Linked DNA regions of Mus musculus: all the other regions are linked to region 4. The links are chromatin contacts, called in public HiChIP or PLAC-seq and promoter capture Hi-C maps. All regions are on one chromosome and are shown on one strand. Each heading gives the region's core, a stretch centred on a gene start, on an enhancer-like site or on the middle of the called end of the contact. The rest is flanking DNA. Distances are from core to core; before and after follow the strand shown. Region 1 holds the start of Cacng2 (calcium channel, voltage-dependent, gamma subunit 2). Region 2 holds the start of Pvalb (parvalbumin). Region 3 overlaps Myh9 (myosin, heavy polypeptide 9, non-muscle). Region 4 holds the start of Foxred2 (FAD-dependent oxidoreductase domain containing 2).

Evidence for each region. Promoter capture Hi-C pulls out the DNA fragments that hold promoters and counts their contacts. HiChIP or PLAC-seq counts read pairs in DNA pulled down with a chosen protein or histone mark. Capture Hi-C pulls out chosen DNA fragments and counts their contacts.
Region 1: a contact with region 4 is called in a promoter capture Hi-C map of pancreatic islet. The contact joins the promoter of Cacng2 here to the promoter of Foxred2 in region 4. A contact is called at or near these places in 4 of 39 promoter capture datasets (the SN4741 cell line, embryonic stem cells, frontonasal cranial neural crest and 1 more), 3 of 484 Hi-C or Micro-C datasets (cerebral cortex, embryonic stem cells and nephron progenitors), 2 of 115 datasets of contacts at active chromatin or transcription factors (embryonic forebrain and embryonic stem cells) and 1 of 9 other capture datasets (pancreatic islet).
Region 2: a promoter capture Hi-C map of the SN4741 cell line shows a contact between it and region 4, with 6 times the contacts expected there. The contact joins the promoter of Pvalb here to the promoter of Foxred2 in region 4. A contact is called at or near these places in 5 of 39 promoter capture datasets (the 3T3-L1 cell line, the SN4741 cell line, cranial neural crest and 2 more) and 3 of 9 other capture datasets (embryonic stem cells, liver and pancreatic islet).
Region 3: a contact with region 4 is called in an H3K27ac HiChIP or PLAC-seq map of epiblast stem cells. The contact joins the enhancer-like site here to the promoter of Foxred2 in region 4. A contact is called at or near these places in 5 of 484 Hi-C or Micro-C datasets (LSK cells, embryonic stem cells and extraembryonic endoderm stem cells), 11 of 115 datasets of contacts at active chromatin or transcription factors (the HPC-7 cell line, T-cell acute lymphoblastic leukemia, double positive thymocytes and 7 more) and 4 of 9 other capture datasets (adipose tissue, embryonic stem cells, liver and 1 more).

The regions. Positions count from the first base shown.
Region 1 is chr15:78,116,964-78,120,780 of GRCm38.p6, reverse strand. Cacng2 (calcium channel, voltage-dependent, gamma subunit 2) reads left to right here and starts at 1,501. Exons shown (of 4, transcript NM_007583.2): 1 at 1,501-2,100. The coding sequence starts at 1,890. It overlaps A730060N03Rik (a long non-coding RNA gene), which reads right to left and starts at 1,986. Exons shown (of 2, transcript XR_875456.2): 1 at 361-1,986.
Region 2 is chr15:78,202,233-78,206,115 of GRCm38.p6, reverse strand. Pvalb (parvalbumin) reads left to right here and starts at 1,879. Exons shown (of 4, transcript NM_001330686.1): 1 at 1,879-2,031; 2 at 3,463-3,595. The coding sequence starts at 1,971.
Region 3 is chr15:77,795,448-77,799,450 of GRCm38.p6, reverse strand. It overlaps Myh9 (myosin, heavy polypeptide 9, non-muscle), which reads left to right. Exons shown (of 41, transcript NM_022410.3): 4 at 2,423-2,450; 5 at 3,397-3,490. Among named protein-coding and RNA genes, the nearest start is that of Apol8, 42 kb to the right of the region's middle. RefSeq lists an enhancer at 1-1,691. Within about 2 kb of position 1,255, at least 315 of the 459 cell types and tissues checked have an H3K27ac peak or open chromatin away from gene starts, as enhancers often do. A contact at or near this core is called in the HPC-7 cell line, T-cell acute lymphoblastic leukemia, adipose tissue and 10 more, where this site is marked.
Region 4 is chr15:77,954,895-77,958,744 of GRCm38.p6, reverse strand. Foxred2 (FAD-dependent oxidoreductase domain containing 2) reads left to right here and starts at 2,023. Exons shown (of 9, transcript NM_001017983.2): 1 at 2,023-2,178; 2 at 2,656-3,156. The coding sequence starts at 2,657.

The DNA.
Region 1 (3,817 bases), core at 252-2,751, 160 kb before region 4:
GACAAGGGAAACTTGGAAAGATCCACAACTCACTTTTCCTGAAAACATTTTTACCTTTGAGATGAGTATCATGTCCCGAACCCCAGTTACCAGCCACCCTTTTCTCATCCTTTCACAAGAATCATCTTCCCAAAATGTCTACTTGTAGAAGCAAGATGTAGAATTTCACAGAAAAACTACAGAGAGTCACAGAGAAAGCTATACACAACCCCTGTTAGCCAGAAAGAAAGATCAAGAGGAAATAAGGCAGGAGATGCGTCTATCCAGACAGTAAAATAAAACAACCTCCCCTCCCCAGAAAGTGTGGAACCCATGAATAGGGGAGGAAGAACAACACATAGAAACTATGTTTGTAATTACCCATCCAGGATCTCTTCCAGGAGAAGCAGCTGATTGAAGTTTTGTGGGAATCTGACTGTGATGGGAGGACTGTATTTGAAGCTCTGGGCACGTAGAGATGGAATGAGAAGGAGGCTGAACTGGAAGAAACACCAAGGGGGGAGGGAAGAGGAGAGAGAGAGAGAGAGAGAGAGAGAGAGAGAGAGAGAGAGAGAGAGATCGCCAGCTACGCCTTCCTCCCAGCTCCAGGAGGCCCCGGCCAGCGCTCATTCCGGAACTGTGGAACAGGAGTCCGGGAGGCCAGGCAGCCCTGCGCTTGGCCCTGGCCTGGCCCGTCCGCGGACGACAGAGGCCCCGTGGCCAGGGCCCCACTCCTGGCCGGCTACAGAGCGCAGGGAGCGCACAGAGTGGGGGAGTTGTCCAGTTCAGCACCACGGCGACGCAGTAGGTGGGCGCTCCTGCTCCGAGAGCTGTCCAGTCCAGCACCGCGGCGATGCTGTAGGTGAGAGCGCCCGGTCGTGGGGAGCTGTCCACTTCAGCACTACGGCGATGCAGTAAGTGGACGAGCCCGGCCGGGGTGAGCTGTCCGTTTCAGCACCACGGCGATGCTGTAGCTGGGAGCGCCTGGCCCGGGGCTGCGCGGCCGTGAGCGGGGGAGGCGGGCGGGCCTGCCTGCTGCAAGACGCCGGCTAGCGCGCCCCATCGCTCGCTCGCTCGCTGGCTTCCGAGGAGCTTTGCGGATCGGGGGAGGGAACCCCGCCTCGATTCTCCGGGAGAAACCCCCTCCCTCCCCCACTTCGCCGACACTACCCCCGCCGCCAACAACAATAACCGCGGCTGCTCGTCCTGCCGCCACCGCGCCCGCCAACCCTGCTGCCGCTGCCGCTGCCGCCGCCGCCGCCGTTACCGCCGCCGGGGCACAACCATGGGAGGCGAGACCCCCTCACCGGTGCAGCTGAGCTCGAGGGCTTGCAGAAGACTGGGCAGTCTCCTCTGAAACGGAGGCGCCTCGAGGACCCCCTCCCTCCCCAAGGAAGAGAACTGGCGAAGCCACGGATTTTCATGGCGCAGGCCGCAGAGCCGCGAACGAAGACCGAAGGTTGCTTCCCAGCTCTTCCAGTCTCTAACTGTCTAGGTCCGGACCATGAGAGATGGTGTTGAGAATTCGGCTGTACCCTGGCGCGCTGTGGAAGCCATCTCCAAATTAGCGATCACATATGGAAACTGGAGACCAGAATTTTAGGAAAAGAGATTAAGGCATCTCACTTGGGGGGGTGGGGGGGTGTCTTTTTATTTATTTTCCCTTTTTTTAAAAAAATCGCTGCAACTGGAACAGTTTTTTGATCTCAAAAGGCAAGCCTCTCTTCCCGTGTGATCTTTATAATTTACACACTTTTCCGTGAGCTTTCTTATCTCCCTTTTTTTATATCTCTCCATATTCTCTATTCACACATATATCCATTATATTAGTAGTGGAATTACCAATCGCACCCTCACACACACGCTCCTGAGAACCAGAAGTCGGTTGGGTGTTTATATAATGAAGAATTATGGGGCTGTTTGATCGAGGTGTTCAAATGCTTTTAACCACCGTTGGTGCTTTCGCTGCCTTCAGCTTGATGACCATCGCTGTGGGAACCGACTATTGGCTGTACTCCAGAGGGGTTTGCAAGACCAAAAGTGTCAGTGAGAATGAAACCAGCAAGAAGAACGAGGAAGTTATGACCCATTCCGGATTATGGAGAACCTGCTGCCTCGAAGGTATTTGATTTCCAACCTCCTCCCCCTTCCCACGCCGCCCCTCCCCTCCACACCCCCCCCCCCGCCTCCAAATAAGTCCCCTCCACATTCCACCATTTTCCCACTTCACTCCCTCCGCCGCTGCCGCTGCAGATCAAGGTTGACTGGGTTAGTTTCAGAGGAAAGAAAATCAATAAGCAGAACCCACACTCTCTACTCTTTGGCTTCCACCCCGTCCTCCCAAACCTCCTCATTGGAATGATCTATGGTATGGTGAAAACAGGAAATTGTCTGTAGAGTTCAGATGTGCTCTGGATGCTTTGGAGTCCTTAGGGTTTGCCTTTGGGTCTGGCTTTGCCACCTATGAGGAGGGAAAAATAATTGCTTCCCTGTGTGCTGCTCAGCCTTTTGCAATGAAGGATTCAGAAAAAAATGCTCTTCCTCTTCTCTCGCTCCTCAAAAGTTACAGGCCCAGCACCATCTGCAAGTCTCCCTTTAAAAAAAGAAATCTGTTGTTTCTAAGAATCCTTATTTGGTAGATTCTAATTATTCTAGGAGCTCAAGCCGAGTTCAAGAGCATTTCGTAATGTCTACGAGCCCCGCGTACCATTCGAGGTGGCTGGCTGTGTGTATGTGTGTGTTTTTAACGTTTACGAAGTCTAAAATGCATGTGTCTCTCACAGGAAACAAGCCCAAGTTCTAATCAACAGCGGTCACTTGCGGGTTAGACCGAGCGCTGATTTGCTTCCACGCAGAGTGACATGTCTGTCACCCAGAAGCAAGTCGAGTCAGCACTGTGCAGGCAGGAGGCGAGGGCATGGAGAGGTTGAGGGGTGGAATGGGAAAAAATGGGGTGGGGGTGTCAGCTGTTGGTCTTGATCTTGCAGAGTCATTGGGGCATGTGCGCCGCATGTGCTGTGGGCTGAGGGGCTCCCACAATGTAAAGGCCAGGACACTAGGACATGAGGAAGGCATGTGCTTTTGGGATACATTAATAAACACAAGAGGGGGGAACTCTGCAGGTCATACAAGCTGCATTTAGCCACAGACTTTAATATGAAGGAGTGAATTTGCATAGCTATATCTGTCTGTGTGCAAAAGCCACCTATAGGAAGACAGACAGAGAGACACATATGCCCCTGTATGGAAAGAGGCTTGTATGTGTTCCACTGATGTGAACCAAGCCTGGAGGCCCTTTGAGGTGGCATCGGGAAGTGAGCACTGCAGAACTGTTTGTTAAGCTCAACATGGGATGGTGCTGCAGGGAGTTGGGGCCAGCAGATGGGGGAGAGGGCAAAACTGATGTGATCCTGGGGGGTTGGGGGGTGTCTAACCTATACTAAGCCAAACACTGGTCTGGGAAAAGAGCTCCCATCACATGCCCCCTCCCGGTGTTCTTGGTGCAAACGGTTGAGTGATGGCTGAACATGTTTTGAATAGCTAAGTGACTTCATTGAGCGATGGTCTGTTTGACGCATACTGCATTTGATACCCTTTCTCAGTCCAAGCGCTGCCTTTAACATTCTGCAGAGGTGCTCTCTGCTGAACACTCCGTGCTCCTCCTCAGCCAGAGAGTCAATATCAGGAAATTAATAGGGACCGTTTTACACACACGCATTCTGCCTCTCTTAAAAAATGAAAAGCCTTTCATAGCGCCAGTCATTTTCAGTGAAAAGGCAGCTTCCATGTAATTAAACATTTATGGCAAGCTTTGATGCCGAAAGAGAAAGAAAGCAAA
Region 2 (3,883 bases), core at 630-3,129, 250 kb before region 4:
TGGAGGTCTATTGGTTCTATCAGGGGAGCAGAAGGCAGAGGGTGAGAGGCAAGCACTTGGGTGAGGAGTTGATTGGCTAAGCCAACAACATGCATGCTTCGCTGAGGATGTCCCAGTGAGGGGACTCAGCAGCAGAGGGAGGAGCAAGGGGAATGGTGAGAACCTTTACCATAAGAGCCAGTATGTGGCTCAGACGCACTGTAGGACTGAGGTTGGGGCATGAGAAAGGATATCTAAGAGGTTTACAGCACACTAAGTCACACCAATAAGCTGACCCTGCTCTGCCTCTGCCTCCATATGGATGGGTCTTCGGGCATTTAGAGACTCCAGGCTCACTATAGCACAAGGGTCTCCAGTTGGAGAAACAGATGCTGTAACTGGGGCCACAGTATAAAGAGAGCCCAGACATTGAACTGTCAACACAGAAGCCTGGCACACTGGAACTGGCAGTCCAGCTGGGAACAAGGGGTAGAGGCTGAGGCCACTAAGTCAACTGAGGCAGGAGACATAGGAGCTAAAGCAGCTGAAGGGTGCAGGACAGCTGGGGGGTCTGAAGTGGGCCTCATGCCCAGAGCTATGAAGTCAGGGGCTGTAGCCTAGGAGCCTTGGAAGCCAGCTGGCAAGCTGTGGCCCAAAGACGCTGACTCACCAGGAGGGGGCAGCTGGAGCCAGGCACTCCTAAGGTTTCCAGGAAGGGCAGCCTTCCAGGGCTCAGCTAGGGGAGACAGTGTTGACAGCAAGTTGTCAGGCAACTTGAGCTACTGGGCAGCTGGGAAGCTGTCCCTTGGTCCCCAGTATCATCATCACCCCAGACGCTGCCCACCTGCCTCAGGTCCCACACAGTGATCCTCCCATCTTTAACACAACACATGACCAGAGAGAAAGGTTATAGCTCAAGGTCATGGGGGGATTCAGCGTGACTCACATTCAGAACTCTATGTGTATGTCTAGTGCTCATATACACTTCGAAGGCTGCTAGCCACAGTCTGAAACTTTGGGAGACCTGAGGGAAGATGGCAGCCTTGTACTCTGGTCCCGTGAGATGAAAAATGTCCTGTTTCCCAGAGGTGATACTCTGATCACAAAACATGGTAATCAAAAAGTATGGTCTGATGGTACTATCCCTTATCCCCCAAATATGACCAACTTGAAAGGTAGATAGCTATGCTGTGGGGCCTCTCTCACCTTAGCCTCCCTAATGGGAATTAGATGAAACACAACTCAGCTGTGTCTGGCCCTGGAGACTAGAAAGTGTGAGAAAAAGAGTCTTCTGGCAGATAAACTGGTGCCCAAAAGGGTCTTCTGACAGATAAACTGGTGCCTTCTTCCTCGCAGAAACCAAATCAAGTTTCAGAATGTGGTCAGGTGAGGGAGGGATGGAGCCCAGACAGAGAGCCTCTGCACAGAGGAGCTCTGATAGTCCAACAACCTCCTCCCTGGGTCCTGTGGCTCAGGTTTCAAGTTCTTAACATTCAGATTTTTCGCGGCATAAATTTGCATCCAGGACAGAAGACAAGAGGGTACTGGAGGCGTGGAGAGACAGAGTGCATAGCCCAGGGGCCACATCGGGGTGGAGGCTGGTCAGCATCATTTTTTCCCCACGCGAGAGGACATTGTCCGAGATGCCCAGATCGGAGCCTCTCTGCCTCCCGTATGCCCTTGACAGCGGCAGAACGCTCCAGTCTCTGCTGGTGGCCCTTTAGATCAGGAGATGGCCCCTGGCGGCGGGGTCCTGGGCGAGCCTCCTGAATGCCCGGACCCCATGGGCATGTGGCCCGCTCAGCTTGGCGGTGCGGCGGGACTGAGCTGCTGAGCTGTGCGCTGAGCCGGGCGCCCCCTGGCGCGGAGCCAGGCCGAGCGGGCGTGCGCCTGGCGCGCGACACTGCAGCGCTGGTCATATGAGCAGAAAGGATGAGGAGAACACTTTTTAATCTTTTCGCACTTGCTCTGCCCGCTCAAACAGTTGCAGGATGTCGATGACAGACGTGCTCAGCGCTGAGGACATCAAGAAGGCGATAGGAGCCTTTGCTGGTGAGCAATGCACCCCCACCCCACTCCCCGCGCCTGGCCCTGTCCCCTTGCCCTCTTCCCGCTTCTGGGGCACCCCTCATCCCTCTGCGAAGCCTCCCCAGTTTCTTCCCTCACGCATCGGGTCTCCATCCTAGGGGGTTAGCTCCTTGGTCCTATGCTTTCCAAGAGCTGCACGGACTGTGCTCCCTGACTGAGTCTCACAAAGTTGAGGGCTCAGAAGAGTGGCCTCTCCGGGAGAACTTGTGGGGGGGTCCAGGACCAAGTGCGAAGACCAGGGAGGAAGAAGCAAGGACCCAGACATCCTCCTCTGAGAAGTGTAGAAGGGTCTGCAAGCCTGGGCTTTCTCTTCAAGAGACCCCTTTCCTTGGCCCCCATTCCCAACAAGACTTTTCCTGGAAGGTAGCCCATTAGTGGAGATCCCCTCCCAGGACAGACATAAGGGCACAGTGACCTTTCTGCATCAGGCACCCAGCCCTGCCCAGCCCGCTGCAGCTCCCCATCTGTACCCCCAGCATCTAATCCTTTTAGGTAGTCCAAGAGAGGGGTACCCACTCGGCTGTGTGATCTCTTTCCTCTAGCTTAGATGTTCTTCCTCTGTCACCCAGGGAGGGAAACTGAGGCTGGGATAAGATTCAAGCTGTACAAGGTCACCCAGTCCAGCACAGGAAGAATGAGATCTGAGGTGGCCTCAGGTCTCAGTGCCCCACCTTGGTGTGTAAAAAGACAAAGCAACTTTTTTTCCCTCCAACTCTGGGCTGAGGGGAGACCATAGTTCTTAAGAGTTTCTGGACAGAGAGGGACATCTATCTGCTTTTTATATAGCTTCCTTCTCCTCCAGACACATACAGGAAGCTCCAAGAAGCCCCCCACCTCCCCCTGGAGCACTATGATAACCCATTCACAGTGCCTTGAGCCACCTTGTCACCCTGAGTATGAAACTCAGCTGAGTTCTTAGAAGTCCTTCATCCCACCCCCAACCACTGGGATGGGTCTCAGAATCTGTGCAGGACTTCTGGGTCCTCCCCTCCCCCTCCCATGATGTGACCTTGACAGAACTATGTCCTCACAGAGTTGATCTTTCTGATCACAGTATGTAGCCAATGAGAGAAAGCCGCCTTTCCATCCATCCTAGCTAGCATCCATCGCATGCCTGTGCACAGCCCACCCAGCCCTCACCCAAAAGGCTTCATAGAAATACAGTTCTCAGGAGGCTGACAGTCTCCCTGTGGCTCATCAGTGTGTGTATGGGGGAACCAAGAAGGGTCGACCTTGGGCAAAGCATCCTTTCCTAGCTGGGCTCCCTCTGTCCTCCTGTTCCCCACAACCATGCAGGTACCCTTTAATAAATGGTACAACATCTCTTTCCCTGACTTTCCCGGTGCCTCTCCCCTGTCCTTCTTTAACCTCCTCTTCCCCCTCAACCCCCAACAGCTGCAGACTCCTTCGACCACAAAAAGTTCTTCCAGATGGTGGGCCTGAAGAAAAAGAACCCGGATGAGGTGAAGAAGGTGTTCCATATTCTGGACAAAGACAAAAGTGGCTTCATTGAGGAGGATGAGCTGGGGTAAATTGAGGATGGGGCGGGGAGCAGGGCGGGGATGAACCTGGTGATAGCACCCAAAGTTCCCAGCCACCCCTCCTAGCAAGCGGGCTTTGCTTTGTCCCGGGCACCAGGGAAAGATACTTCCTGCTTCCGGGAGGGTCAATCCCTCAGCCTGGAGTGCAGCTAACTAGGTTAAATTATAGCCACTTAATATCGCTAATGGAATGGAGTTACTTAATAATTTAATACCAGTGAAGGAGCACTTATTCTGACTGCTTCCCACCGCAAGCAAGGCAGGAGGTATTCTCC
Region 3 (4,003 bases), core at 6-2,505, 160 kb after region 4:
TAGGGCATCTCTGAAAGCAGTGGCTCAGCAGGGTCTGAGGAAGCAGGTTGGGATTCCTCCGAGCCTGTGTTTGGGCTGCAATGGCAGCGGAGAGGTCAGGTCAAGGGGCAGAGCTAAGGGTCCTAGGTAGGCAGAGGTCTCATGAGTCTGGCTCCGAGCTTTAAGCTTTTGGAGCACATGCAGGCCTGTATGTGTGTGTACATAAGTATATAGCATGCTGTGGATCTATTTACACACAGGAGTCTGTGTAGGTGCTGCTTTGTGCACTGAGTTCCTGCTTGATGTCTGTGCACATATTCTTGTGCACCAGGGCACACACTCTGTGCGTCTGCCTACATGTCTCTGCTTTTGTGCATGTGTGTCCGTGTGGGTTGGCTACCCTGCTTCCTGTTCAGTAGTGAATAATTCTCTGACTCCTCCTCACGTAAAGGAATTCCAGTCATCCAGGGCCTGGGCCTGGACAGCCCTGGGAAACAGTGCCTTCTGAAAGGAATGGAGAATGTTTCCTTTTATGGTAGCACCAGGCACTTTCTGCTCGTGCCTCGCCAGCACAGGCAGGTACATTCTTGCCTGCTCCGGAGCGGTGACTAAACATGCCCGCCTGCAGCCACAGCTGGGGCCGACCACAGGGAGCTGCTGGGGGAGGGCAGGGCCTGGGATGACAGAGATGCTTGCTTCAGCTTCGCGGGCCACACTGCTGTTGGGGAAGAAGGGGTGGAACCAGCTCTCCTCTAGCCTGGCCCCAGCCCCTCCTGCCATCTCACCCAGGCTCTGCTCCACTCTGGCTCAGTCCTTGTCTGGCAGCCTTGAAGAATGCATTTTGGGGAGTGGGGGGACAGGGTGAGGGGAAGGAAGGTTGAGTGCCCCCTTCTCGACTTCTGTCTGAGTAGTTCTCAGGGAGGTGGGGTGGTATTGGTGTGAGTGGGATGATGGGGCTCCCATTCCAAGATGGTTTCCTTTTTTCTTGTTTTTTTTTTTGGTTTTGGTTTGTCAGCTTTATGGTTCACCCTGCCTGGCCTTAGTCCACAGCAAATGGTTCTGCTGCGGCTCCCAAGTGCCTGGCTTGGTGGCTATTTCTTGGGAGATTAGAATGAAGGCTGCAGCTGGGGGCAGAGGCAGCTGCTGCCTGTGTGGGAAGTAAGGCTTCCTGTTCCTGCTTCCTGCATGAGTCCTGATAGAATAGGGATGGCTGTGTGTCCTCAGCACTGTGTGCTGCTGAGATTGGGCCGGCTAGAAAGCTCACCTACAGGAGGGCGGGTGATCTGCCCGGTCAGTCTGCCATTGGACGACTAAGTCTATGTCCCAAGGCCATGCACACAGAAAGCTATGAGTCATTCACCCTTGTCACATGGGGTCCTGAGCCTGTGAGAGAGCAGGAGTGCCAGCATGATGGCCAGTGGCCACCAGTGCCCCTGACCGGTTCTCCTGCTCCCTCATCTCCTCCTTGGGTCACGGCTGCTCTGTCATCGAGATGACAGTGGCCTCCTAGTTTACTGTACTCACAGGGTCAGCACCAGGTTTGTTTTGTGTGTTATATTTATCAAAATAATCATGAAGTAGGGTGGATAGCCAGTGTATGCTGTGCTGTGAAGCGTCACCATCAGGTACCTCACTGCGGTTCTGATGTTGCCAAACTGCCGGGGGCTGGGTCCAACTGCTTTAATTAACTGTACGGTTTGAGGTTGGCGTATTTCCTGGAGCTTGACCATCTTAGCTTAGCTTTCAGAGTGCAGGGAACTGTGGTTGTCCCTCCATGCAAAGGAGAACATTCCTATTTCTTCTTGCTGGATTTGTGAAGCTAGGGTGGCTGTTGGAAGTCCCCGCCACTGGTGCAGAGAGCAGGCTGTCCCAGGTGCATGCCGGAAGCTGCCATTCCTCCGTGGCTCCCTCTGTCCTGTCATCACCGTGCCTTACATGAGCCAAGCACCATGTATGTGGATTCACATGTGTCCCTTTACACGTGCTGCCTCACAACACAGAGAAGTGCATGGGGCTCAGAGAAGGCCACCATCTCTGGTCTTAGACTCTGCGAGGCAGTGGCCCACACTGGGACTGTCCCATTGCAAGCTAGGCCTGCCATGCTGCCTGCTCTGATTTCTGGCCCCTTAAACAGTATTCCTTGCGTAAATGTGGTCAGTGTTGCAGGTGCCTGCCATGGACATTTTTTCCTGATATTCACGGGATGGAGTGGGCAGGGCAGGGGTGTGCAGCCAGAGCTGGGGGCAGGCAGCTGCCTGGGGCTCTGCCATTGTAGGTGTCCCTCATCTGAGGCTGTCCACAGTCAGCCCAGGTTGGAGGCCTGGGAGGGTCCTTTCAGAGAAGCATTTAAGTCTTTTGTTCCTTATCTTGGCAACTCTTGGGATGGGAAGGGAGAGGTGTTTTCCTTCTTATCCAAGGTAACCTGGTGTCCTCTTTGTTGCAGACCGGGAAGATCAGTCCATCCTGTGCACGTAAGTGTTTGTGAGAGGGAGAGGGAGGGAGTGTGTGTGTGTGTGCATGTGCGTGCGTGAGTGTACGCATGTGTGTGTATGTGTGTGTGCACGAGTGTGCGTGTGCGAGTGTACCCATGTGTGTATGTGTGTGTGCGCGCGTACGTGTGGGTGTGTGTATGTGTGTGCATGCGCACCCGCGTGTGTGTGCGCGTGCATGTGTGTGCGCGTGTGCGTGTGTGTGCGCGTGCGTGTAGTGGTGGTGTTTATTGCTCTGATGATTTTGTTTGTGGTGCTGGGTTTGAGCACATTCACCCCTGCTCTTATTCTGTCAAAAGCAGGTTGATAAGCTCACTCCTAGTTCAGGCCCCTCCCCTCCCTGAGACAGGACTCAGAGCTATGCCTGGTGCTCTCAGGGAGCTTTGTGTCACAACCAAGGCCTTTGTCAGCCCTCCTCAAGTACTGAAGTGTGGGTGGGTGGGTGTGACAGCAGAGGAGGAACGCAGGCTCCAGCACGAGCCACCAGTAGGCTTTCCCAGACCCCAGCATGCCTTCTGACTCTGATTTGGTCTGATATGGCTACTTTCCGTCTTACTAAGGAGGTGGGAGTTCATGGAGCAGAAATTGCCTCCCAGAGATGTTTCAAGGGAGCACATATAAGTGTCTTTGGCTCCCAGGTCAACCGCTGCCTCCTTGACGGCTAAACAGTTGGGTCTGGAGGTTGCCAAGTGACCAGGGTGGGCAGTGGATATGAGTCACTTGGCTTTTGTTTGGCTCTGGTGGGCCATGGGAAGCAGACTGAGAGAAGATTCCCGAGTATCACATTCGGTCTGTTGTTCCTTTCTCTTCATGTTGGCTCCCTCATGGGTACCCACGGAAGGGCAGAGCGGTAGACAGTGCTGCTGTGTGGGGTGGACGGTGAGGATGCAGTCACCTCTCAGTGAGGGCTCCTTCCCTCTGTTGGCAGGGGGGAGTCTGGAGCAGGGAAGACAGAGAACACCAAGAAAGTCATCCAGTACCTGGCACATGTGGCCTCCTCACACAAGAGCAAGAAGGACCAGGTGAGTGGCTGGCGCCTTGTCGGGCCTGGGGAAGGGCGGTGAAGGAGGGAGGCCTCATCTTTAAAGGATGCTCTTGGGAACACACAGAGGCCCCCTACTTCCCTAGGTGGCAGCTTAGGGTCTTGGGAGTGGCTGGGTAGCAGCAGGTCCCCAGCCTCCGAATTCTCCAAGTTGCTATGAAAACTGGAGCCATCTCAGGGTTTACACAGCAGAATGCTTGCCATGGCAGCTAATGGCTGCATGCAGAGCCAGCCCAAGACCCCAAGACGTGGCTCTCAAGGTGATGGAGGCCAGAAGGACTTGGGTTGACCTGCCTTCGAACCCCGTATCCTTGTTCTGTTGTGCGAGCCAATGCCTCTGGGTGGACAGTCCTCTCACTGAGAAAGCACAGTTGGAAAGTCGTCTTACTTCCTTTTTTCCCTCTTCCCTTGGTGGATTGTGGTGGAACTCCAGTGCCCTGGCTAGGTGAGATGCACGTTTTACTGCACGTTTGCACCAGGAATGCGTGTTCTG
Region 4 (3,850 bases), core at 774-3,273:
AACATTTACATTGTGACTCACAACAGTAACAATCACAAAGTAGCAATGAGCCAGGCAGTGGTGGCCCACGCCTTTAATCCCAGCACTTGGGAGGCAGAGGCAGGTGGATTTCTGAGTTCGAGGCCACTGGTCTACAGAGTGAGTTCCAGGACAGCCAAGGCTACACAGAAACCCTGTCTCAAAAAACCAAAACCAAAAAAAAAAAAAAAAAAAAGTAGCAATGAAAATAAGTTCATGGTTGGGGGTCACACAATATGAAGTGTCCCAGCCTGAGGAAGGATGAACTGTGCTGTCTGTCCCTAGCGACCTAGGTGTGCCTTTGAAACTCTCTCCAAGGACAGGGTGTGGTTGGGAGGTGGCCCTTGAGGAAGACATCTTCAGAGTGTCTGTTGGGTAGCTTACAAGGGCTGGAGAACATCTCAAGCCAGTCTGCACAAAGCAACGTGTCACGTAAGAACATGTGTTTAAAGGCTGTGGACTGAGTGCTCTGCTGAACACTTCAGTAATTGGCCTGCCTGCCTGGGCATTCTCACCTGCCCCTTCAGAACTGGGGTGTGAGTGGGAGCAGAGCTATGGAGAAAAGGAAACAGGATGGGGATTGCCTTACTAAAGAGGCAGGTTTCAGCAACATAATTGAACTAACTTAAAGAGGCCAGCAAAGGATGCTGAGCAGAAACCTTGGCGTTTCTGAGAATCTCAGACTTGGAGCAGCCCTGACTGAGATTTTAATGTAGAGTGCAAACAACATAAAATAGTGTGACAAATGTCTTGGGCTTCAGGAGTGGCCCAGAATCCAGATCCCTTGGTCCAATCCACCTACAAGAAGCTCCTGTAGCCCTGCGCTGTGGGCTGTAGATCAATGGCTGGGAATCCTGCACCTTAGCCAGGCGTGGGGCTCCTGATCATTCCATTTCCATCACCAAAGGCAGACCAACTTTCTAGTTCCTTTTGGTGCCTGCCCATCCTCTCCACAGTATCTATGAAATGCTCGGCTTTATTTTCGGTGAGATACCTTGTCTACCCAGGATAGCTCCAAACTAAACCTGTGGGCTGAGGTCTCCACAATGACAATAAACTAAAGTTTATGTCTGCCCCCAGGGCGGATTTCTTTAGTGCAGGCTCTAAAGAAAACACCAGCATTCCGGGTGTGCTTTCTTTCACCAGGAAAATCATAAACGTAAATTTCTAAGGGCAAATGAGGGAAGCTGCAAGTGGGCGGGGTTCCGATTAGGCTTCCAGGAGCAAGGCTCCTTTTTAATGGGAAGCAGCTACAGTCACGCAAAGCTGGTAAAGTCCTTCCCAGATGTTTTTCCTAAGAACCCTCAGCTTCTGCATCGCCTTGTGAAGGTCGCTATCCTTTCCTCCAAAAGGCACACAGTATTCTAATTAGCCAGGTGAGTAACTTGGTCTAGGGAGCTAGCCTGAATATTCAAATCCTCCTTCCTACACAGAATTGCAGTTTGAGCCTCTGGGTTGGGGAGTTTGAAGCAGGATTTCACACAGTCCTCTTGTCTCAGTCTCACGATTGCTGGACATACAAGAGTGAGCCACTATGCTGTCTCAAAACCCACTTAGCTTTATCTTTGTTTTATGCAAACCTTGTCACTTTGTATTGACGAGTCAGTTACAAAGTGCTGGGAATCGCTTCCCTTGGCCACCCTTCGTACAACTGAACGATCAAGACTCTAAGACAATAATTGGTTCATCTGTCTTGGCCTCTCCTCAGTCCCACAAAATTGACTGGCCAATTAGGTTCAGTCTTCTACAGTAATAAAGGGATATAAATGGCAAGGTTTTCTCCAAAAATCTCTCATCTTCTGGCACAAGGATTAGTACAAATCAAAAGGAAGGGCCAGGCGTCCCATCATGGACCTGCTGTTCCCCAAGGCACCTCTACCCTCAGAAACAGCGCTCACAGCACGTGTGCGCCACTCGCGCCCCGGCCGCCCCACCAGTCCCGGCGTGCTGCGCGTGGCACACGTGACCCGCCCCCTGCTATTGGCCCGGAGTGGGGAGGGGCGTGGCCGCTGTGGCGCGAGTCAGCCGTAGCTTCCCTCCACTGCAGCCTGTCGTGGGAGCATCGCTGGGCTACCGGTGGCGGCAGCGTGCGGGTCGGAAGCTCAGCCTGGGGACCGCGCACGCGCCAGAAGCAGTGCGGGATAGCGGAGACCGCGGCAGGTGTGCTGGGGCATCCTCACGTGATCCGGGGGGCTGGGGCGGGGCCTTAGAAGCCACACCTCCTTCAGGGTCCCGTACCCCCACCCCCAGGGTGAAAGGTGGGTAGACCAACCAGAACCTCTGAAGGGTCCACCTGGGAAGACCTCCTCCCAAAATGCAGGGCACATCCAAAATGAGTGGAAATTGGGGAAACTGCCTCTCCTTTGGGGTGGAAATTACCATGACAATAAGGGAGTCTGACACCCTAGGAAAGTGGACTATGGAGATGAGCTGGGGATTCAGAATTCCTGTGGGCCCTTGATCCTACCTGAAAGAGATGGAGACGGGATAGATGAGCCCCTAGGTCCCGGGGTTCAGTACTAGCCCCGCTCCAGATCCCTGGGAGGCTCAAGCGCCTGGTTTCTCGTTCCTCGGGAAAGCCGGCTGTCACCAGCTGCCAGCCACGAGGTGCGAGGCCTCTCCTCTACTGTGCTGCAGGATGGGTCCCTCGGGGCTGCTGGTGGCCCTAGCCTTGCACCTGGCAGTGTGTTCCCGTCCGCACCGGGACTACTGCGTCCTGGGCGCCGGTCCTGCGGGCCTGCAGATGGCCGCCTTCCTGCATCGAGCCGGCAGGGACTACGAGGTATTCGAACGCGAGTCCGCACCTGGCAGCTTCTTCACTCGCTACCCGCGCCACCGCAAGCTCATCAGCATCAACAAGCGGCACACGGGCAAGGCCAACGCCGAGTTCAACCTCCGCCACGACTGGAACTCGCTGCTCAGCGACGACCCACACCTGCTCTTCAGACACTACTCGCAGGCTTACTTCCCCGACGCCAGCGACATGGTGCGCTACCTGGGTGACTTCGCGCGGCGCCTGGGGCTCCATGTGTTATACAACACAAACATCACCCATGTGACCCTGGACAAGGATCCACAAGCCTGGAACGGCCATTACTTCATTCTGACGGACCAGAAGGGCCAGGTTTACCAGTGCAGGTAAGGAGCCTCAGGACACAGCCGAATTGGCCTCGAGATTGGAGAGAATGAGAAAGGGGCTACTTCTTGCTCCCAATGGGGTTCAGTGCCAAGCAAAACTTTTTTAAGGTGCGTCCTTACAAAGCTGTGGCTGAGTATGTTTGGGGAAATCTAGCAATTTATCGTACAGGATTTGCCAGGCTCTATTGCCTTCGCCATGGTCCTGTGGTGTTGAATACTGCCTGTGAGCTTAGCTTATAGCCAGCAACCCATGCAGGCAGGTCCAGCCTTTTGACACTACTACACTACATATTCTTTCTTTCACTACTACTCTTTCTTTCTCTCTCTCTCTCTCTCTCTCCCTCCCTCCCTCCCTCCCTCCCTCCCTCCCTCCCTCTTTCTTTCTTTCTTTCTTTCTTTCTTTCTTTCTTTCTTTCTTCCTTTTTCCAAGACAGGGTTTCTCTGTGTAGCCCTGGCTGTCCTGGAACTCATTCTGTAGACCAGGCTGTCCTCGAATTCAGAAATCCACCTGCCTCTGCCTCCCAAGTGCTGGGATTAAAGACATGTGCCACCACTGCCCGGCACCTTTTTATATTTTCATTCACAGGCTTCAAGTTCTAAAACCATGCAACCAAGTTGTGAAACACACATATACACAAATCTCATATTTTAAGTAAGTTTGCAAGTTATACTGGGCCATAATCATAGCTATCCT